Regions from separate parts of the Mus musculus genome. Here regions 1, 3, 4 and 5 are each linked to region 2. Evidence: chromatin contacts called from public Hi-C, HiChIP or PLAC-seq and promoter capture Hi-C data. All regions are on one chromosome and are shown on one strand. The core of a region is the stretch at or near the end of the contact, and the rest is flanking DNA. Distances in the headings are between cores, read along the strand shown.

Region 1 (4,487 bases), core at 1,402-3,901, 1.5 Mb after region 2:
GGCTGGTTGTCAGAGTAGGTGGTGAAAGTCTGTGTCTGCTTGGTGGGGATGGTGGTATTGCGCTTGATGAGGACAGTCATGACTCCGCCAGCAGTTTCAATACCAAGGGAAAGAGGAGTGACATCCAAGAGCAGCAAATCCTGAACGTTCTCAGACTTGTCTCCAGATAGAATGGCTGCCTGGACAGCTATAAAAAGAAAAAAAATGTTAGAAACAACGCACTGTAACTGCAGTCTACTCAACATATGTATGTTTCATTCGCTCAGACATCCAAGGAAGGAACTAGCCAACACAGTACTTCTGGTGGAAACTACGAATGGTTTTGGAATCCATCATCACAGCGAATCTTACAGGACTTGTTGAGATTATAAAGACTATAAAGGCTGTATGTATTTACCTGCACCATAGGCAACAGCTTCATCGGGGTTAATGCTCTTGTTCAGCTCTTTTCCATTGAAGAAGTCTTGCAGAAGTTTCTGAATCTTGGGGATTCTGGTAGAACCACCCACCAAGACAATATCATGGATCTGTGACTTGTCCAGCTTGGCATCTCGAAGGGCCTTCTCTACAGGGTCCAGTGTGCCACGGAACAGGTCAGCATTCAACTCCTCAAATCGAGCCCGGGTAATGGAGGTATAGAAGTCAATTCCCTCATAGAGAGAATCAATCTCAATACTGGCCTGGGTGCTGGAGGAGAGGGTGCGCTTGGCCCGCTCGCAGGCCGTGCGGAGACGGCGGACAGCTCTCTTGTTCTCACTGATGTCTTTCTTGTGCTTTCGCTTGAACTCAGCAATGAAATGATTGACCATTCGGTTGTCAAAATCTTCTCCACCTAAGTGGGTGTCTCCAGCTGTTGATTTGACCTCAAAAATTCCATCCTCAATAGTGAGGATTGACACATCAAAAGTGCCACCTCCCAAGTCAAAAATGAGCACATTCCTTTCAGCTCCGACCTGTCAAATAAGACATTCTTAGCTCAGGCCTGTTTCTGGCAAGTTAACCCTAACAAAGTTGTACTTGATTTGAAATGCCTACCTTCTTATCTAAGCCGTAAGCAATAGCAGCAGCAGTTGGTTCATTGATGATTCGAAGTACATTGAGGCCAGCAATAGTTCCAGCATCTTTTGTTGCCTGTCGCTGAGAGTCATTGAAGTAAGCGGGCACTGTGACCACAGCGTTGGTAACGGTCTAAAAAACAATGAATTGCACAATTGTTTGGTTGGCAAATTCCCGATCAGAATGTGTGAATTAAACATAAAGGTAACACCCATCTCAAATGGCACCTGTTAAAAAAAAAACCCACCTTTCCGAGGTACGCTTCTGCAATTTCCTTCATCTTTGTCAGAACCATGGAGGACACTTCCTCTGGGTAGAAACTTTTTGTCTCCCCTTTGTATTCCACTTGGACCTTGGGCCTGCCTGCATCATTCACCACCATGAAGGGCCAGTGCTTCATATCAGACTGAACAACAGCATCATCAAACCTACGCCCGATCAGACGTTTGGCATCTGTAAAATATTAAACATACCTCATCACACTCCTTAGTGCCTATCACTGCAAAAAAAAAAAAAACCAAAAAAACAGAAAACAAAAACCTGCAGCACCCATCTAGATGGACGTAATCTCTAGTGCAGGAAGCCAAGGCCCATATTTAAAATCTTGTGGCCTTATATTGTCATATTTAAACAGTTGCAATCTCAGGCTGCAGTTATTAAGGCAGATCTGTTTCTACATTCCAAATGCCCTGCCCCCCAGCCCTTTTACTCATGCTAGTGGCACAAAGATGCTGGCGACTTACCAAAAACTGTGTTGGTGGGGTTCATTGCAACCTGATTCTTGGCCGCATCCCCAATTAATCTCTCTGTGTCCGTGAAAGCAACATAGCTTGGCGTGGTGCGGTTACCCTGGTCATTGGCAATAATTTCCACCTTTCCATGCTGGAAGACACCCACACAGGAGTAGGTGGTGCCGAGATCAATGCCAACTGCAGGTCCCTTAGACATGGTTGCTATTAGAAAAAAAAAGGAGGGGGGCTAAGCACTCGCTTTCCGGCTTTTATCCAGTCCGCAGTGGGTCTGGACTTGGTGACCCAGACCTATCACCTGAAGCCACGCGGCAGGCTCGTGGCAGCAGTGCTGCAGTATAGGTGGTCTGTGCCAAGCCTGGCACAGCCCGCCCAAGGCTCAAGGAACCATCTGTCCTAAAGGTCTGCGACAATGGTGGAGCACGTGGCCACCTCCGAGCGCCCCCCGAACCCCCCCCACCCGGACCGCGCACCGCGGGAGCCAGGATCCCCCTTTCCCACCTCGGGGGGCCCTGCCCTGTGGGCGCCGGGCAGAAGCCTTATATTTGAAGTCACAGACAGGATAAAAAGACCAGGGCGCCTGTGGCTCCCCTCCCCCGCCACGCGGAGCCACAAGGCCATGGCGGCGCCGCCCTGACTCAGCCCATCCTCCGGATCTGCTGCAGTCTCTGTCCCTGGTGGTGACGGCCTGAGCTGCAGCCGCCGCCTAAGAGACTCCCCGGGACTCCTGCACCACCCCGGACCCCCGCAAACCCCCGAGTCCCATGCCTCACCTTGTGTGTAGGCCCAGCTGCGCTGACGACGAGACCACACAAATGCCAGGCAGCTGCCTCCGCGTTCAATGAGACCGGTTTCCGCCCGCTTCCCTCTCTCTTATACCCTGTCTTAGAACCTTCCAGAAGGGTGCCGCCCCATCCCGCTGCCGATCATAGCTTCTTAGCCAATGGACGACCAGCCCTTGCCGACTGCACTAATGAAGAGCCAGAACGCTCGCCTAGGTCCCGCCTTCTCCCCGCCCCGCCTCGCGATGACGCACGACCGCGGCGTTCTGGAACTTTCACGCTCGCCCCCGCTCTGGGAACGGCCCGGGGGGAGCGGAGAAGGCGGGGCGCCGGGAGCCCGCGCGCGGGAGTCCTCTGTCACTCAGAGCTGCTGGGGGAGGGGAGAGGGTCGCCGGCGAGTGCGCGTGCGCGACCCGGCAGCGCAGGCGGGAGGGGGCGGAAGGATGCCCTGGGAGGAAGGCGGGTACCTCCGCGACGGACCAATGAGAGCAGCGTTCGGCCGGATCCCTACCTCTTGGGACCCCGGGCTGCCTGAGAGAAGAGCCTGAGGGAGGGGGAGTCCGGGAAGAGAAGACGGAAGTGGGGCGAGGACAAAATGGCTGCGAAGGTTGTTGCGCCCCTCCCCCACACGACCCTCGGTCCTTCTCCCTGAGCCCGGCGGTTTCCCGGCCTCGGGCTTGGTCCACCCCAGCCTGAGACTAAGGAGCACTGCTAGGCTTCTTGTTTCGTGCTGCCAGCTTGTGGGAGGCTAAGCCGCCGCGCTATCTCGCTGGCTTTCCCCACCCCTCACCCCCCACAAAATGGGACACCTCGATTCCCCCCCCCCCCAGTGCGGAGGCTCGATCTGCCTGGCTCGCCACATGTCCCCAGGATCGTTTGTGATCCTCTATCAAAGAAATGGCCCAGTCCTCTCTGCTTACCCCTGAGCCGAACGCCCCTCCCCACCTCCGCTGTCCCACAGGGGACAGCGTGACCTCTGTCCCCTCTCTGCTCCACCAGACTCATCAGTTAATGGAATAAATGTACGAAAGATAAATGTTTTTTGTCCCTTTGTGGGTGAGCTAGGCACTGGCATTCCTGGTTTCCGGCAGCCCCGTGTCCTTGATAGAGTGATCGCGACCTTTTTATTTTCAGTAACATGAGGTAATGTCTCTCCTGACTTGACTTTTACCAAAAATTAAACGCCCGGCCGCGCTGAGTCCTTGAAAACGTGACTGAGCCAATGGCCGGAGCGAGTGCTTAGACTCTGAAACCGCAGTGCCTGGAGGCTGGGCGTTCCGGGCCTCGTCACACCCGGCTCTCTAGCACTTTCCACGCGTCCTTTCAAATAGGCAGGGAGTGCAGCTCTTTATTAGTTAGATAGGTTGTCTTTTTATTTTTTAAAGAATACTGTTGTGGCGTTTAAATTGGAAGGTCTCCAGACCACGTGAGGAAGGCTAGCGGAAGACCGGGGACTCTTTGTCCTTGTCAAAAGCTAGTAATCACTAAGACAGTCATAAATAAATTTTTTCTTTGGTATTTGCATCTCGGGAGGAATGTTGGCTTGGAGTTCATGGGAGGATGTACAAGGATGTAACTCTGTTGCAGTTCAAGAAGATCGTTTTAATACAATGCTTTTTGCTAACCTAAAGTGTACATAACATGTAAAGTGCTCTCTATAAATATCAAAACACTTTTCTAAGGTATGTAGTACCCCATATTAGAAACCTGAGGGAAAGTGAGACACAGAGACATTACTTATAGGAATAGACACAACTGTTTTTTCTTGGAATCACCCTCTCCACTTTTTTCTTTTTTCTTTAAGCTAAGGTGTGGTGGTTCGAGCTTTTAGTTAGCACTGAGGAGAAGGATCAAAAGTTTTGCTAGACAGAAGTTAGGATATATGAGACTGTCAGTCTGT
Region 2 (4,445 bases), core at 1,025-3,524:
ACAGGTCTTGAAATTTCACCTTTCTTTCAGTCCTTAAGTTTTGAATCCATAAATGGGCGATACTATTAAGTCAGATCCTATGATTTGATAAAAATGCCCTCATAGCTACACTATGCAGTATGCTTTACTAATCTGTTAGGTGTTTAATTTTTAAAATTTTTGGTGTTGGGGGTAGTGGTGGTGTGTTTCGCCTATACATATTTCTGTGCACTGTGGGTGTGCCTGGTGCCTGCAGCAGCCAGAAAAGGGCAGCCGATTTCCTGGATCTGGAGTTAGAGATGTTTGTGAGTTGCCATGTGGATGCTGGGAAATCTAACCAGGTCCTCTGGAAGAGCAGTCAGTGTTCTTCATCACTGAGCCATCTCTCTAGCCCCGTCTTGTTTATTAATTCAATAGAATGACAACCATCCCAGGAATATCAGAAGATGAAGTGTCAGAAAATGATGAGACGTGCTCAGAAACTGAGTTGGCTTTCATCTGTATTCTAGTATTGGACCATACTTTATTTTATAAACAGAGAGGAGGCTCCTGGCTGTCGAGGAACAACTTGCTTATAGAAGGAATCAGAGTGGAGTCACCCGGTTGCTTCTCCTTTACATCTACACTTCTAGAAATTGCCCAGATGGTGTCAATTTTGGGGATGGGAGAGGAGACCTTGGGAAGTACTACAGTGGAAGCCCCAGGAGAAAGCTGATGACCAGACCCACTAAAGCAGTGCAAAGCCTAGGCTCTCACTCCAGAGCTCACCTGTGGAACTCACACATACTCCTGTCTAGTTTCTCTTAGTGTGGTGGCTGGTTTTCACCACAACTTGCCACAAATCAGCAACGACTGACCAGAGAGCCGCATGGTCCTCATCGTCTCTGTTGATATCAAAGAAGCTACCTTAAGCGCGTGCAGCATTTCTGCCAATAGGCCCAGGAGCAGAGTAGAGAGAGTATGATATCCCTTTAGCTTGCTTGGTCTTCCATCTTCCCCTGGCAGCTGAGCTTGCTTGCTGCTGCTGTCTTTGGTGAAACCCAAACTATTATTTCCAAACTTCCATTGTTGGCTGAAGGCCAGGGACTCTCCAGGTATACAGGAACTGCTGTGGCACTGAGCCTGGTAGACAGACGCTCTACCAGGCTGTTCATTTTTCCAATGTGAGACAGCCATTATAGGACTACTCTGGCTGGCAAGGTAACCAGCCTCGTGGATGGAACAGCTACTAGGGGTTTAGTTCTTCTGGGGTGAGACAACTGTTATTACTTTAAGCTAGTTTCATAAATTTTTTATGTATGTATTCATCTTATCAGTTCTGTTCCTCCAGAGAACACTGGCAAACACACTTTGTTAAGTGTAATTTATAGAGTCATTTTGGACTAGGCTTTTGCCTCAGAGCTCTGGAAGATCAGATCTGGCCAGAACTGTCTCTCATGCTCAATATATCACTTAATCAAACTGGCTTTTGAAATGCCTGGCTCCTTCTAACCAAAACAAAAAAACAAAACAAAACTAATCAATTGGTAGGACCCTGATACCAGAAACAGACGACAGGTCAATCCTCTCTGAAGTAACTCTGAAGTACTAGTCTTTTGGGCCTTTCTTCTTCTTAGGTTCTTTTCATTTTGGCCAATACTGCTGATCCCTACTGCTCACCTTAGGGAGCTCTTGTATTTTATAGAATGGGCTGCTGTCTACATTCCCGAGTCATAATTAGCCAATTTGATCTTTAAGTTCACCTCCCCCACCCCTATCTTTACCTATGTAAACCAGTTGGGCCAGATCATAACCTCTTTCTCTATTTTTATCGCTATTAATAATTGCTTTTTAAATTTACTCTGCTACACATAACTTTCGATTTACATATTTTAACGCTGCATAAGAGGACTTGCAGGGAAGTGACAAATAACTGCGGATTGATGAACGTTTGAGTCACAAAAATGGGACAAAAGACTCCACCATTAACATCAAAGGAAGCGTCATTAATCCTACTTCAGGCTGTCATTTTGCATTCATCCCGGGTCCTTTGCACGATTCTAGTCAACTTTCTGGGCGGGAAGAAAGTGGGAAGGAAAGCAAGCTTCGTCCGCCCCGTAGCAGCATCATGAAGCGCCTGGATAGTCCCGGCAGAGTGCTGGACCTGGTTCGGGGGTGCGGGGAGGCGTGGGGAGCGCGGGACGCCTACGCGGCGACCACGTGACCGCCGCGACCGCGCCGGTCCAGGTCGCGCGATCCGCCGTCACATCAGCTTATTGCGCCGGCTGCTGATTGGCCGGCTGCCTGCACATGGGCGGGGCTCTGCTGAGCGGGCGGTGTCTCGGGCGCTCTGGCTCGTACTCTCCGCTGGCTGTAAAGCCGCGGCTGACGGAGCTGCTGGGCCTGGCAGGTAGGTTCCGTGCGCTGGCAGCTGGACAGCCGCGAGTGGGAGGACCCGCGGGCGGTCGCGAGGATCCCCGGGTGCCCGGCGCCGGTACGGCATCCGCCGCACCCGTGTGGCCGTCCCTGCTAAAGCGCAGGTGGCATGGGGGGGTGGGGGTGGGGGTGGGGGTCTGGCCTGGCGGACACCTTGGTCCCCGGGGCCTGCGATGGGGATAAGGTTATATGGGAGCGGGGAAGGACCCTGGCCCGGTAAAGCTGGGTCCCTGCCAGTGCTAGAGGTTGCCTGCCTACTGTGAACCCCACATCCAGGGTGAGGTGGGAAAAGCTGGTGATTTGCTTTGCCACCGGCACTTCCTGGAGAAGGTACCAGGTTGCGAACCAGCGTCCGATTGAGGCCTAGGGAGGGTGGTGGGCCGTCACTCCCTGCCTTTCTGAAGACCATACGCTGTAGCGTGCACACTTTAAGCATCGTTAAGAAGTCACTCATACTGGCATCCCTTCTTATTGCCGAGTAAATTGGGAGGTGGTACAAGTGGAAACAATATCTCGGCGGCAGCGAAGTTATTTGACTATTTTGTGTTAGTTGAGTTTGCATTTTCATTAGTTGTGTTAAAGTGCTTACCTTCTGACCCTTACTGTCTTACGGACTTTTGCATTCATCCTGTAATATAATGAACGTGGAGAACTCAGAATTCCCCATCTGTATTTGTGACTCTAGGGAAGTAATGCTGTGTAGAACTTTTTGTGTAGGCTTTACACATCGACTGCTCCTTACAGAACAAAGCTGTTTAAGGCATTGCGCCTTCACTGTCCTGTTTATTAAGATTATACGCGGACACACGTTATAGACTTGTGAGAATTAGATGGGAGAATCTCTCCATCACTCCTCCAGATGTGTAAAGGCCGGATGAGAGGTACTGCAGAGCATCCAAGAGCTTTGGAGACTGAAGCAGGAGAATGCAAGTTCCAGGCCACATAGCCAAAGGGGGGAGGGGTGGAGTGCTTAAAATAATATGTAGTATTTTTTAAATATATAAATGGCTAGTTATTGTTCCTGTACTTTTTTCAGTTAAGAAAAATATAATAGTTTTAAGTCATTTAAGTATAATAGTGGATTTATATATGTTTACTTATTTATCTGATGCTGGGATAGGAACCAAGGCTTTGGACATACTACACCAAAGGAATATCCCTGAATTATACCCCAGGCCCATTTAATTGATAACCATGTTTTAAAGTCAAAAATTGTGGGTTTTTTTTCTGCCAAAGCAGTATACTATTTAACGTAAACTTACATTTCAAGCAATAATGCCTAATTATCTTAGAGTCCATGAGCTGTCTTTGACTTTAAGGGGTTGCACCTTTACAATTTACATACAATTTGGTATGGCCATGTGGGTGTTTCTCACTGTCTAGCACTTGATGCTGGTTGAATTGCTTTTTTTGAATTGTGAGTGGCATATATGATGGGGAAATGAGCACCTGACATTTAATGTAATTTAAGTTTTTCAGGATGAGAGAAAACATGTGTGGCTCATTCCATAAGCAACAGGCTAAGTTCCTTAGCAAACACCTCCCAGCTGTGGCCGATGCTGCAAACCTCTGGTTTCGGCTGTTTGGGAAGCTGTAGAGGGAGTGTGGCCTGAGTAATGAGCTTCAGGGAGAAGGGCAGGGGTAGGAAAGGTTTTTAATGAAGAAACTGAAAAATCCCAGGGGAAAGCGACCAAAGGATGGAGACGCAGAGCCTTCACGGGAAAAGTGTCGTGTCATGTGGTACAAATATATGAAGCTGTGCTCAGTAGCACTCAAGCTGACTATGGAGTCAGCACCAAGATAACCTTTTCTTCCCTGATGCGTTGAAGGTACTCCAGGGGTTGTGGAGAGATTGACACTGTCTTCCATTGTTTGAGGATGCACGAAGCAGTTTGGTACCTGTGGGGGCAGTTGAACAACCTGCACTAGGTTACCACTTCGTGCCTGTAAAAGTTTACTTAGTACAGGAGCAGTCGTTGTGTCAGGAGCAGTCGTTGTGTCAAAGCCTGGAAGCCCTGAGATCCAAACAGTTTTTTCTTTCCTCATAGGTT
Region 3 (4,320 bases), core at 775-3,274, 1.3 Mb after region 2:
CAGGATCCACAGACAGACAACAGAGCCAGAGACAGCACCTGCCTCCTGCCCACTCTAGTTGTTGAGGAACCCTCAAGAAGACCAAGCTACACATCTGCAACATGAGGGCGGGGGGCGCTAGGTCCAGCCCATGTATGCTCTTTGGTTGGTAGTTCACTCTCTGGGAGCCCTCAGGGGCCTAAGTTAGTTGACTCTGTTGGTCTTCCTATGGAGTTCTTATCCCCACGTGTCCCTCAGTCCTTCCCCAACTCTTCCACTAGACTTCCCATGTTCCATCTAATGTTTGGCTGTGGGTCTCTGAATCTGTTTCGTCAGCTGCTGGGTGGAGCCTCTCAGTGAACAGTTATGCTAGGCCCCTGTCTGTAAGCATAACAGAGAGAGTAGCATTAATAGTGTCAGAGATTGGTTCTTGCCCATGGGATGGGTCTCAGGCTGGACTGGCCCTCAGTCTCCGCTCTGTCTTTCAGGGAAAGTTCTTAATCTCTGAGACCAATGGACTCATGCAACATTAAATAAAGTTTTATTGTTGTTTAAAGATTCTTTTAATTTTAAATTATCTGTATACATGTGTGCGCTCTGTCTCTATCTCTGCCTCTCTCTCTCTCTCTCTCTCTCTCTGTGTGTGTGTGTGTGTGTGTACATGTGTATGTACATATAAGTGAATGTGTCTGTGGACTCCAGAAGAGGACATCAGATCTCCCTACAGCTAGAGTAACCAGCTCATGGCTTCAGACACACAGCCAATCAAAGCTAGACTCGTGTGTGGTGTGGTAACTAGAGCGCTGTTCATTTCAATCTTGGAGATCAGGGAAACAGCTAGGGCAGAACTGGAGATGACCGTGACCTCCATGTCCCATTCCTACTAGCCTATGTACAGCAGCTAAGCACCATGACCCAAAGGCTCCCCAACCAACACAAACCAGCTGCAGACCTAGTTTAAAATGCAACAGCCAGCCAGGGACATTCCATTTTTAAATAGAACAGTAAGATCTTCTTTAATGCTCTAGAAGAATTATGTCAAGCATCATGTTAGACTTTAGAATGTAAAGAGTAGTGTTGGGGCTGGAGAGATGACTCAGAGACTAGGAGAATTGACTGCTTTTCCAGAGGACCTGGGTTCTATTCCCAGCATCTAATGATAGGTAACAACTCTCTGAAACTCCAGTTCCAGGGGGTCTGATGCCTCCTCCTGGTCTCTGTGGGCACCAAGAACACACAAAGTACACAGACATACATGCAGGCACAACACTCATGTATACAAAAATTATTTTTTACGAAAAAAGAATGTTTCTCAAGAAGAGAGTCTATTCAGCTGTCCAGTCACTCATGACAACCTCCTCCAAATGAAATAGTCTATCTCAGTGAATGAGAGAAATGAACCTAAATTGTCTATTTGCATATTTTAAACTCTCATCGTAACGAACACATTTTTCTTAAAAACAAACAAGCAGAGAAGGGACTTTTGTGTCATGTCTGATCATCTTAGTGAGGCATGTAAGAGATGTTGGATGCATAGAGAGGAGAGGGAGTGTGCACAGGTGGGGAGATTAGTAAGTAGACTGAAAGACAGATAAGTAGATAAATGGGAAGATTTCGAAGTGAATGAATGAATCAATACATCTAATAACCACTAGATATTGTTGTCCAAGTCAGAAATACAAAATATCCAAGAAGGTTGGACAAAAATTACCTAGCTATTGTTTGCTTAGTAAAGTAGAAAAGCTAAAAACAATGTCCAGACAGAGACATTTACTCTCTCCTGCCCTCTCTCTTCCCCCAGAATCTCATGTCATCACTTGCCATGGCTACCCACTTGTGGCTGAGCAGTGTTTGTCACCAACACCTCGTTCACACCTCTCCACAATGGATAGGACACCTGTGGTTCCCCAAGATGTTCCACCAGGAGGTGTTTTAGGGGCAGCTAACTAAAAGGGGGCTCAGAGAAGGTGGAGGAGGTGACACAGGCAAGGTCACAGAGCTACAGCCTCCCCCCCTTCAAAAGCCTGTGTGTACTTTAGAACCCACAGGAAGCTGTCAGAGACTCCCTCCGTTCAGCACAGCCAGCATGTGGTGGGGAGCCCTCAGTTTGCTGTTCTGGGTGCCGGTGCAAGGTAAGGACTTAGAGTAAATGGATATTTTTGCTCAGCTGACTTTATGGGCTTTTTTGTTAAACCTATCTGTCAGCCAACTGTGTTCTTGGAGGTCGTACTCTGGAAGATAACTCAGGTAACTTTGCTAATACTTCTCTGGCTGTGCTCAACCCACACGTCCAAGGGCAGTTACTCCGTCTCTTATTGAACCTCTCTTCAGGGTGTAGGGGCAGCCTGGCATGCATCTGTGGAATCTGTTGTGATGAAATAAAACCAGCGCCCTAAGTCTATCTTTTGAAGGTTTATCAGTTGAAGGACATTCATTTCAGATTCCAAAATGTCTTTGATGTAGAAGTCTTTGTCAAATACCCTAATTTCTCTAAAATTCAGTTTTTGCATTTTTAGCCCTGACCATCCTGGAACTCATTCTATAGATTAGGCTGGCCTCAAACTCACAGAGATCCACTTCCTGAGTACTGGGATCAAAGGCGTGCACCACCGCCATCCGACTCAATTTTTTTCATCTTTAGATGAGGATGTTAAGAAATGACCTGTCAAACTGCTCATTATAAGAATATCTCAAATTTACACACTCTTTGGAAGTGATGAGGTATTAATCAATTCTAATTTAGTTCCGAGGAATAAGAACCCAGTAAAAACTCTTTACTTTTAAACATGTGTTTATTATTCTATGTGTATGAGTGTTGTGCCTGCTTAGGTGTGTGTGCCGTGTGTGTGCACTGTCCAAGGGGCTCAGAGGAGAGAGTTGGGGCTTTGGAGCTGCAGTTATCCAGATGGCCAGGAGCTGCCATGTGGGTGCCGGGGAATGAGCTGGAGTCCTCTGCCGGAGCAGCGAGTGCCCTTAACCACTGAGCCATCTCTCCGGCCCCGAAAGCTACTTGTTTTGTAGAAATCAGTTCTATTTCACATTTTGCTATACTTTGGTTTTGGGAGCTTAATTCTACTGTCATATTACGAAAATGAGAGAAAGATACAGTGACCTTTTAAGCTTGGGTAAAATTATTCCTACCTGAGTGTGGGGTAAGAGTGAGGGATCATTTCCTGGTGTCCTAAGTCTCTGATGGTCCTTGTGTCCGACGTATAGAAAGGGACCGTGTACAGAGCCACTGTTCAGCTTCAAATGCTTGTTTGTTTCCAAATAGTGACTCTCCTGCTCTATGTCAGGACACACACCTGCCCCTCTCATCTGCGTTCATTTCAGAATGGCAGCTGAGGGATGTGATTTGAGGGGCGGGGGGGGGGGGGGACGGCAAGATTTTGTTTTATTTTACGTGGTTTTTCAATTCCCTGAGCTCTATACGTCACTTAGTGCCTTCCTTTCTGTTCCCTGTACCCTGGGGCACTTAACAAGGATTCTGTTTTGGTAAAGAGTGACATTAGTTTCTTCAGTAAGTGGCTTAAAGAGCAGCTAATGCATTCTGACAGGGTGCCTTTCGATGGCCAAAATGAGTATAGTTTCAGTTACTCCAAGATTTAAAACCTTCAGCTGACCTTAATTTTTTTCGTCCTTCAAACTTTTCCCATATTTAAAAAAAAAATGCCCCATGAGATTTTTAAATAAACAGCAAAATAACCCTATCTTAAGATGAACCAAATCTGAGCAACTGATGGCGGCGCACATCTGGAACATCAGCATTTAGAACAGGAGGCCCACCATGAGTTCAAGACCAGTCTAAGCTACACAGTGGATTTACGTAAAGGCAATGCAGCATAGCAGGACCCTGCCTCCAAAAAAAATAAGAAAACTAAAAGACAAGCTTAAGCAAGTCTAGGAGAATATGAAACTCTCTTGTGATTATATGGAGAGAGAAAAAAATATTTATCGAGTCATGCACAGTGCTGGACAAATTGTTAAGTACACTTATTCCTAGAGAAAATGCCAAGGTAGATATTGGTACTTTCAGTCTATAGAGGAGAAACACTGAGGTTAGAGGAGTTAAATAACCTGATGGGCTTTCACAACAGGTCAAGAGGAAGTAAATATCAGCCTATGAAGAACCCAGTAAAATATTAGATCTCATGGAACCTTCAATTTGTGTGTGTGTGTGTGTGTGTGTGTGTGTGTCTGGGTGTCTGGGTGTCTGTGTGTGTGTGTGTGTCTGGGTGTCTGTGTGTACACGCACATGCACCATTGGGATGTCATAGAAAGTACATTCTGTTTTAAGTATTTCTTTTGTCCCTTTTAATTATGTGTATACACACAGAGGTC
Region 4 (3,964 bases), core at 1,017-3,516, 1.1 Mb after region 2:
ATCTGATTTTGTGTTCATATGTATTTTAGGGTGCGCTTGTGTGTGTGTGTGTGTGTGTGTGTGTGTGTGTGTGTGTGTGTATTTCTTGTAGTTTTCTCTTTTTTCTTCTTTTTTATTATTATGTTGTTGTCTTGCCTGTTGTTTTTTAGAGAGAGATTGAGAGACAGAGAGAGATCGTATGGGGTGGATGGGGATGTGTCAGAGGATCTGGGAGCAGTTGTGGAAGGAAAACCATGATCAAAATGTATAATATGAAATTTTTCAATGAAAATAAAATTAGCAATCATACATTGACTCTGTATTTGGGATTTTTGTGCAGTTTTCTTGTTTGCTTGCTTGCAATTCATGGTAACTTGGAAGCTCTGTTATAAACTGCAGGTAACACTTTGCCCACTAGATGGCAGCGCAGCGCTGTCGTTACTTCCTGACAGGCTACCTTTGCTGTCTACGCATTTGCCTTACATAAAACGCCCAGTAAATCTTTCAAAAAAAAAAAAAAGCCAGTCTTCTTTAAATCTCCCTAAGAATATTTCAACCCAAGATACTGTACACCTCTTCCTAGAAATGACTTTCTACTGTAGCTGTTTGGGTGACTTTTTATAATTATGCTATATATTAATAGCACGAAACCCTATAACCTAGCTATTCTGAGGGATGGTTAGACATTGTGAAGAAAGAAGACAAAGGAGTCCTAAAGGCTCATTTTTGCCGTTTCGAAGGTCGTCACCACCACCTGACCGAGACGTGGGCATGCGCAGTTTCGGTTCTGAGTGTGTCTTAAGCGGACGCACAGAGTGACGTAACTCCTTAAAGAGAAGCAACGACGAGCTCAGCGCTGCCACCCAGTGGCGCCAGCAGCTCTTCATTTCCAGGCTTGTATAAACCAGACTTAGTCCTGTGGAGCATCTGGTCCACAAATCCTCTCAAAGGATCAAATCCTCTCTTCACAGTCCGTGTGTCCTTTTGGCGACACGGTGAGAACTCCTCACCTCCGCCTCCCCAGGAGTTGTCTGTGTCTAACATCAAGGCCCTCTCTTTTTCCTGACAATGACGCGTTCCGGAAGGAATCCTGGGCAGCCTTGGGTTTTCTCTCTAGAGCTCCCAGGCACTGGTCCTCCAGCTGGAAGCCTGGGGTTCAAGGGAAAGCTTTGAAGAAGGAAGCAGACATGTTCTCTCTAAGCAAGAGCAGCACAATTTTCTAGGGGAGGGCCCAGTCACAGTTGCACACAGACTGAATGCTTAGAATTGGGTTTATGTGACAGTAAAAGAATAAATTGTACCTAACGAATGAATCCCATCTGGCAAAACAACGGAGTTCTCTTCTCTTAGTTATTTACAAAATAAAACAACAACAACAAACGGGGGCTGGGGCGTATTTCCAGCACAGAAATATTCCCAGGACAGCCCTGCAATGCAGTCGCTATACAACATCAGCAAAATGTCCAGGAGTGCTGTGCCCTTTCTAATGCTCCGCTGTCTGCTAGGGCACCCCAGGACCTTCTGCTCAGAAGGGAGAGAATTCCCTTGAATCGCATCTCTGGAGTTCTCCTTTTCTCAGTTGCCCCTCCCACCCCCTACTGTACATCCCTAATACAGTCATTCTCTCCCTCTGCTCTCTCCAATGTCTACCTTGAGTAGCTCTCTCCCTCTTTGTCCTCGGCAATTAGACGCGGGGGCGGCAGTAATGACGTTCTACGATGCCTTATGACACGGGTCTTTCTCCCATTTCATTGACTCCCAAATTTGCTCATCTATTGAAATCACTGGGACGCCTGGTGTGGAGAAACTTAACTATAATCCCAGGACTTGGGATGCTGGGGCTGAAGGATCAAGTTTAAGGCCAGAGTGGACTAACATTGTGACACACAGTTTCATAAAGAGCAGAGCAGGGTTAAAAGGCTGAAAATAAAAAACAAACCAAGGATTAAGTCAACGCTGGGAAATCGCTCCTCTGCCCATGCTACCCAGCATTCATGCAAATCATCTTCCACCCATCTTCCACGCTTGGGACAGCCCCGCCTAAATAGACGGGCATCTCCATTTCTTCCTCCTGTACATAAAGTGAGTTATTAGCCTGTAACCTAAACTCACTTCAGCTCAAACACTGTCCAAACTCTTCAAACATTGACATCATATAGAAACACAGCTTCTCCTCTGAAAGCCCAGATCTCCTTACGGGAGGTCGAGTTGCTGGGTTTTATAATAACCTAGGGAGGAGCATCTTGTTTTAACTGCAGGGACCCAAGCAAGACAACAAACTACAACTAAGGACCTTCTTGATTGTGACCCAGTCTCACAGAATCTGGAATTTTCAGTGCAGCCTGATAGCTAAACTCCTCTATGATGCAGCCATTGAGGGAAACAGAATAAAAGCCGTTAGACTGGACTCCTAAGAGTCCTTGGGCCCTGGATTTCCTACAGCAGATGCTTAGCTCTTTAAGACTGTAAGGTTAGACTACATCCTGGCTCAGGCCAATTCAGGGACACTGGCAGGCACCCTGCTGGGACACTGTTTGTGAATTCTAAGCTAGCTGGGCTTTCCTTGAGGCACCTCACCTGGGAAGTAAGTTTATATCAAAAGTTGTGCCAATCCTTTTCACCATCTCTTTCCCAGGCTCCTACCTGGGTACCAAGCAGCCTGGCTGCAGGCTCTTGGTGTGAACTTTCCACATCCCCAAGAGCTGAAAGAAGTGGATTCTACCAAGTGGGCTCTGCTTCTCTTCAGAGACCCCACTATGCTGTTTATCCCTGATGCTGGGACATGAACTCTCTCAGAAGCCCCTGCCTTGCTGCCACCCTCTGTCTGTCCATGGTGCTAGTAACAATCATAGTAAATGTGTTAGCCCCTAATCTGCTTCAGTGTCCTGAGCCCACCCCCACCCCCGCATCCAGAGTCACAGCCTCCATCCCTGCCCCAGCTCTCCCTCAATAAAGCCTGTTCTCCACAAGGGGGCAGAGTTTGAACCCAAATCTTGGGTCTTGCCGGTGCCCACCTGCTTGGCTTCTCACATTCTTAGAGATTATTCCCTGGATCCCTTTGTGTCAGCTCACTAATGCTGTTATTCTTGGTCAAAGAGTCCTCTAAACCAACCCCGAGACCATGTATGGCTTACATGTTCCACTAGGCCTCAGACACAAGGAGCAACTAGTACAAGACTCCTTTCTCACAGATTGCAGAGCTTGCTGTAGACCTTTGCCAGACTTACCCTATATCAGCACCAGCTAACCCTGAAGTTACCCTGCAATATTACTGTGTAGTGACAACTGGAGTCCCAGTCAGTGTTCTGCGTAACGTTCTGTTGCTGTGATAGACACCAGGACCAAAAATGAGTTGGGGAGGAAAGGGTTTATTTTAACTTGTAGGTCACTGTCCATCATCAAAAGGACAGATGTTGCCGGTGGGACTGAAGCAGAAGCCGAGAAAGCAGTGCTCCACCATCTCAACCCCAGGCTCATCTTCAACTACATTTCCCATACAGCCAAGCTTCTTATCCTAGAATCACCCAGTTCTTTCTTTCTTTCTTTCTTTCTTTCTTTCTTTCTTTCTTTCTTTCTTTCTTTCTTTCTTTCTTTCTTTCTAAGATTTTATTATTATATCTAAGTACACTGTAGCTGTCTTCAGACACACCAGAAGAGGGCATCAGATCTCATTACGGGTGGTTGTGAGCCACCATGTGGTTGCTGGGATTTGAACTCAGGACCTTCGGAAGAGCAGTCAGTGCTCTTAACCACTGAGCCATCTCTCCAGCCCCCATCCAGTACTTCCACTGTTACGATGTTCAGGTTGGTCTGGTGCTGCTATGTATTCAGATGCTAAATACTGGCCCCCAAGACCTGGTTGCTCTCAATGAGCAGATCCTTATGTCCACCAAGTGATGCTCTGTAAACTCTGCTTATTTGCTTATATGTAAACTTTTGTTTTATTCTCTGACTAGTTAGAGAAATGGCTGAGGAGATTCTCTGG
Region 5 (3,938 bases), core at 1,260-3,759, 1.1 Mb after region 2:
GCGGCCTTTGCTGGCTCCTTGCAACTGTTTTGGGGCCCATCATTTTCTCTGCCCTGCAGTTTTCCAGAGGCAGGGAAAAGCAACTGAAGCAAACTGTCCAGAGAAACAGCTCCAACAAACGGTATCAAGGGGCACAGAAGGCAATCACACAGAGCATGGGAGGCATGGGGAGGGGGGCAGAGGTCTGCAATAAAAACACTTGGAAGGAGGCTGATGCAGGAAGATCTTCAGTGTGAGGTTAACCTGTGCTACACAGGAAGACTGCCACAAACAATAGACAGACAGAAAGAAAGACAGACAGACAGACAGACAGACAGACAGACAGACAGACAGACTCAACTGTCTTATGGTTTGGCATCCTCTTTGTCGTCAAAACAGTAAGTGGTTGTTGGCTTACTATGAAAGCTTATTTTTATCAGACTTATTCATTTTATTTTATGTGTCTTTTGCCCACATACATGTCTGTGTACCACATGCATGTTTGGTGTTCACGGAGGTCAGAAGAGGGCATCGGACTCCGTGGAACTGGAGTTACAGAAGGTTATGAACTATCCTGTAGGAGTTGGGAATTGAACCTGGGTCCTCTGCAAGAGCAACAAATGCTCGAGAGGGATGAGCCATCTTTCCAACACACCCCCTCCCCCAAAGTTGGAATTTAAGAAGAAAACTTGGCGCAGTGAGATGGCTCAGAAGAACACTGAAGATCTGAGTCCCGTCCCTGGGATTCACACAGTAGAGGGAGAGAACTGATTCCGGCAAATTATCTTCTGACTTCCACACCCACACTGCTGTGCTCTTGTAAAGACACACACACACACACACACACACACACACACACACACACAGAATAAAAAAATAAAAAAAATGTAAAAGAAAATATCACAATGTAACTTTAAGCTCTTGCATTGATAGAAAGAAGTTCTTAGCAAGAAGACAGTACATACCTAGGACATGGGTGCAGGTTTCTCAAGAGAGAGTCACTTCAGCATCCGGCCAAAGCACAGACAGAATGAGCCACACATGCACAACCCTAAGGACAGCACCATTATCTAGTGAGGGCTCACTAAACTGGAGCCGCTGTTCTGTGCACAGCTTTGGATGCACAAAGTGCTGCCATAGACAGTATTTTCTCTTGATTGAAATCCAGATCATCTGGCTCAAGCCCAGATATCTGAAAAAAAAAAAAGACTTTAGAATGCTGGGTACTGTCCAGTAGACTTTCCTGAACACATCCCAAGGAGGCTAGTCTATGGATTATGGTTTTCTAAGCTGCTTCCAACCACTGCCTTAGCTAGACATTTCCTCTGCTGGGAAGAAGAAACTCCCCCACCTAGGAAATGTGAATTGCCCTTGGTCTCTTTCATAACACTAGGCAGAAATATGCAAATTCCTACCCAGGCTTCCTCTGTCTCACCTTCCCACTTCCAAATGCCACGGATACTCTGAAGAAACACCAGTGGAGGATGGGAGGTCAGGGGATTAAACTTTCATTTTCTTGGGTGCCTTATAAAGCAACATTTAAAGCTATGGCGAGGGCTTTATCCATCTTGGTCACCCTCCTCCCCCTTCCCTGCACTCTAAGTAGGCAAGCAGGAAAGAGCTTTAGTGCCTGGGGAATCTGGAGCTACCGACTACCCCTGTATAGATGGGACTACGAGGATGTTGGGGGTAGAGGTAACCCATTTGGGGGAAGAGGTGACCTGTTCGGGGCACCACGGGGAGTCAAAGTTCCATCTCTTCACGCTGGAGCTCTTCAGTTTTCCTCTGTCCCTCTGAGCTGAATTTTCTCATCTCTAAAAAAACGAGGCTATACAGGTAGGCATCCTCAAGGGCGCCATAAAAGGCCCATGAGTTAATTCAGCCATTATGCTCAGCACAATCATGGGCACACAAATGGATCCAATAAACATTAGGTATTATCATTGTCGTCATCATCATCATCATCACTCCCCCCGCCCCCACCCCCCCACCCCGAAAGAAGATCTGTGCCTCTTCTATTACACCAAATGGGATTGGTTCTTGATTGAGAACAATGCCTTTGTCTCCAGGTGATCAAGCTTTAACAGGCAACAGCAGTAATGACTTCTGTTCTTTGAGGTGGAGGTTGCTGGTCCTACTGGGGTGGGGGTGGGAGCTCACTTGTGGCTCCTATGCAGCAGGGATCCCGACTCCCGACTCAGAACCCTTTTATAGACAGGGTGCGCACTCACTCATGAAAGTCAGCTCTTTCCATTCGGAAGTGCTATAATTAGTGTCCTTTCTCTGTTCCTTCTCCTTCTAGCTCCTAGCCTTTCATTTCTCTGCTTCCCCTCCCTTTTTTCTTCCCCTTTCTCTTCTCCCTTCCTTCCTGGCCTTTGCCCTCTCAGGTCCTTCCATTTCCAAGAATCAGAGGCCCTTTTCCAGAAGTCGCTGTCCAGTCAGTCACTGAGGGCTGTGAGGTACTCGGCCTACAGTGATGTAACAACTTTGTAACTTTAGCGAGATCAATTTGAAGTGACACCTTTTCCCGGGTCTTATGGCTTAGCCTTCTGGACCTCTCCTCCATCCGTGCAGAGGGTTTCCATTACTGACCTCGCCAATGATCAAATGAAACGTGAAATGGGCTATTCTGAAGCCCGGAGGCCCAGATGGATCGATATGCAAGCCAAGGGCAGAGCTACGGCTCTGCGAATCCAAGCACACTGGCCTACTTCTGGAGACCTTCTGTCTAGAAGCAATTCCTACTATGGCTGGCTGTAATCCAGCCAGCCCAGCTTGGGCCGGCGCGGGCGCTTTAAGAGAGGGGCGGGGCCCGGCGCAGGCAAGGCAGGGCCTGCCCACAAGGCTGCTTTTCCTTTTTGATCCATTCAAAAATTACTCATTGCAAATTCCCGGACAGCTCGGGGAGGAGAAGCTGGTGGGGCGGAGGACAGAGAAGGCTGCAGCGGCGCAACGCTGGGACTCCGGGACCCCGCGGGCTGAGGTCGGACCCGCAGCAGCCACCGGCCCGCGCCGAGCTCCAGTGGCCTCTCCAGGAAGCGTCAGTCTCCGCCCGGAGATCTGGGAGCACCGCCCCCACCGTCCTCCCCGGACCCCCAGTCCCCGGCGCGCGGGCGATGGGCGGCCACTGAGCGGGCACTCGGCACCGCGACCCCAGCCCTCGGCATGGCCGCGCGCGAGGAGCTGTACAGCAAAGTCACCCCGCGCAGGGACCGCCTGCAGCGCCCGGGCACAGTCAAGCATGGGTCGGCGCTGGACGTGCTCCTGTCCATGGGCTTTCCCCGCGCCCGCGCGTAAGTCACCCGCCTGGGCCCCGCGACCCTCGACTTCGCTCCGGCTCGCCATCCTGGCGCTGCCTGAAACCTGCTTAGGGGAACACGATGGGCGCGCTGGCGGCGGGAGTGTCGGGCTAGGGGATTGCTTGGGGATGCTGGACGGCCGGGGTATCAGGTTCGAATCCCGGGTTTCGCTGGTAGCTCTGGGCGGTTCGCGCGCGCTCCCCCAGAGGTCTCTTATATTAAGCCCGGGAGAGGCGGGTCCCTTGGAGGACTTGGATCCCTTATCCATCCAGAGTGGTGAGCTGTTTGGGAGCGGAGGTTAGGGGTCGGTCTACTGGTGGCTGGCGAAAGGCGAGGGGCAGCGGGGCAGGGTGGCCGGCGCCCCCGCTGCAGAGGCTTCCAGCTCCGGATGTCGCTCTTGAGCTCCCGGCTCCCTCCGGAGTGGGAGGAGCGGGAGCGTGGGTGTCGCTGCGTGTTCATTGATAAGAGAGGATGGAATGGGAAGAAGTGATTCCTCCAGGGGACCAGGGTTCTCGTCAGTGGTGACGGCAGCGCAGAAAGCTGTGGGTGCTCAAAAGTATGGGGCGGGGTTGGGGGGGGGGCTGCCCTCCTGCCTCCTCCTTCCTTTCCGAGGGTGGGCAGGTGAAGGGCAAGAGAGCACAGGTGGCTGTAGCTGTAGCC

The links. Hi-C and Micro-C count contacts between places; a contact is called where the count stands out from the background. HiChIP or PLAC-seq counts read pairs in DNA pulled down with a chosen protein or histone mark. Capture Hi-C pulls out chosen DNA fragments and counts their contacts.
Region 1: a contact with region 2 is called in an H3K27ac HiChIP or PLAC-seq map of thymic regulatory T cells, with 9 times the contacts expected there. The contact joins the promoter of Hspa8 here to the promoter of Sc5d in region 2. A contact is called at or near these places in 1 of 39 promoter capture datasets (pre-B cells), 2 of 484 Hi-C or Micro-C datasets (B cells and CD4 T cells), 2 of 115 datasets of contacts at active chromatin or transcription factors (regulatory T cell precursor and thymic regulatory T cells) and 1 of 9 other capture datasets (adipose tissue).
Region 3: a promoter capture Hi-C map of liver shows a contact between it and region 2, with 3 times the contacts expected there. The contact joins the promoter of Crtam here to the promoter of Sc5d in region 2. A contact is called at or near these places in 1 of 39 promoter capture datasets (pre-B cells), 2 of 484 Hi-C or Micro-C datasets (CD8 T cells and regulatory T cells), 2 of 115 datasets of contacts at active chromatin or transcription factors (astrocytes and large pre-B cells) and 2 of 9 other capture datasets (liver and macrophages).
Region 4: a Hi-C map of regulatory T cells shows a contact between it and region 2, with 7 times the contacts expected there. The contact joins the promoter of 1700063D05Rik here to the promoter of Sc5d in region 2. A contact is called at or near these places in 4 of 39 promoter capture datasets (the 3T3-L1 cell line, embryonic stem cells, frontonasal cranial neural crest and 1 more), 1 of 15 datasets of contacts at CTCF or cohesin (large pre-B cells), 7 of 484 Hi-C or Micro-C datasets (CD4 T cells, CD8 T cells, cerebellar granule neurons and 4 more), 6 of 115 datasets of contacts at active chromatin or transcription factors (the NIH/3T3 cell line, Th17 cells, astrocytes and 3 more) and 1 of 9 other capture datasets (liver).
Region 5: an H3K27ac HiChIP or PLAC-seq map of large pre-B cells shows a contact between it and region 2, with 4 times the contacts expected there. The contact joins the promoter of Ubash3b here to the promoter of Sc5d in region 2. A contact is called at or near these places in 2 of 39 promoter capture datasets (hippocampal neurons and stem cell-derived epiblast-like cells), 2 of 115 datasets of contacts at active chromatin or transcription factors (large pre-B cells and thymic regulatory T cells) and 1 of 9 other capture datasets (liver).

The regions. Positions count from the first base shown.
Region 1 is chr9:40,799,440-40,803,926 of GRCm38.p6, reverse strand. It overlaps Hspa8 (heat shock protein 8), which reads right to left and starts at 2,651. Exons shown (of 9, transcript NM_031165.5): 1 at 2,579-2,651; 2 at 1,800-2,009; 3 at 1,304-1,509; 4 at 1,036-1,188; 5 at 398-953; 6 at 1-187. The coding sequence starts at 2,004. Snord14c (small nucleolar RNA, C/D box 14C) reads right to left here and starts at 344; the gene lies at 258-344.
Region 2 is chr9:42,262,129-42,266,573 of GRCm38.p6, reverse strand. It overlaps Sc5d (sterol-C5-desaturase), which reads left to right and starts at 2,274. Exons shown (of 6, transcript NM_172769.2): 1 at 2,274-2,368; 2 at 4,443-4,445.
Region 3 is chr9:41,002,332-41,006,651 of GRCm38.p6, reverse strand. It overlaps Crtam (cytotoxic and regulatory T cell molecule), which reads left to right and starts at 2,024. Exons shown (of 10, transcript NM_001281954.1): 1 at 2,024-2,111. The coding sequence starts at 2,066.
Region 4 is chr9:41,204,457-41,208,420 of GRCm38.p6, reverse strand. 1700063D05Rik (RIKEN cDNA 1700063D05 gene) reads right to left here and starts at 2,266. Exons shown (of 5, transcript NR_040392.1): 1 at 2,092-2,266.
Region 5 is chr9:41,156,633-41,160,570 of GRCm38.p6, reverse strand. It overlaps Ubash3b (ubiquitin associated and SH3 domain containing, B), which reads left to right and starts at 2,509. Exons shown (of 14, transcript NM_176860.6): 1 at 2,509-3,272. The coding sequence starts at 3,145. Gm35657 (a long non-coding RNA gene) reads right to left here and starts at 1,928. Exons shown (of 8, transcript XR_870644.1): 1 at 945-1,928.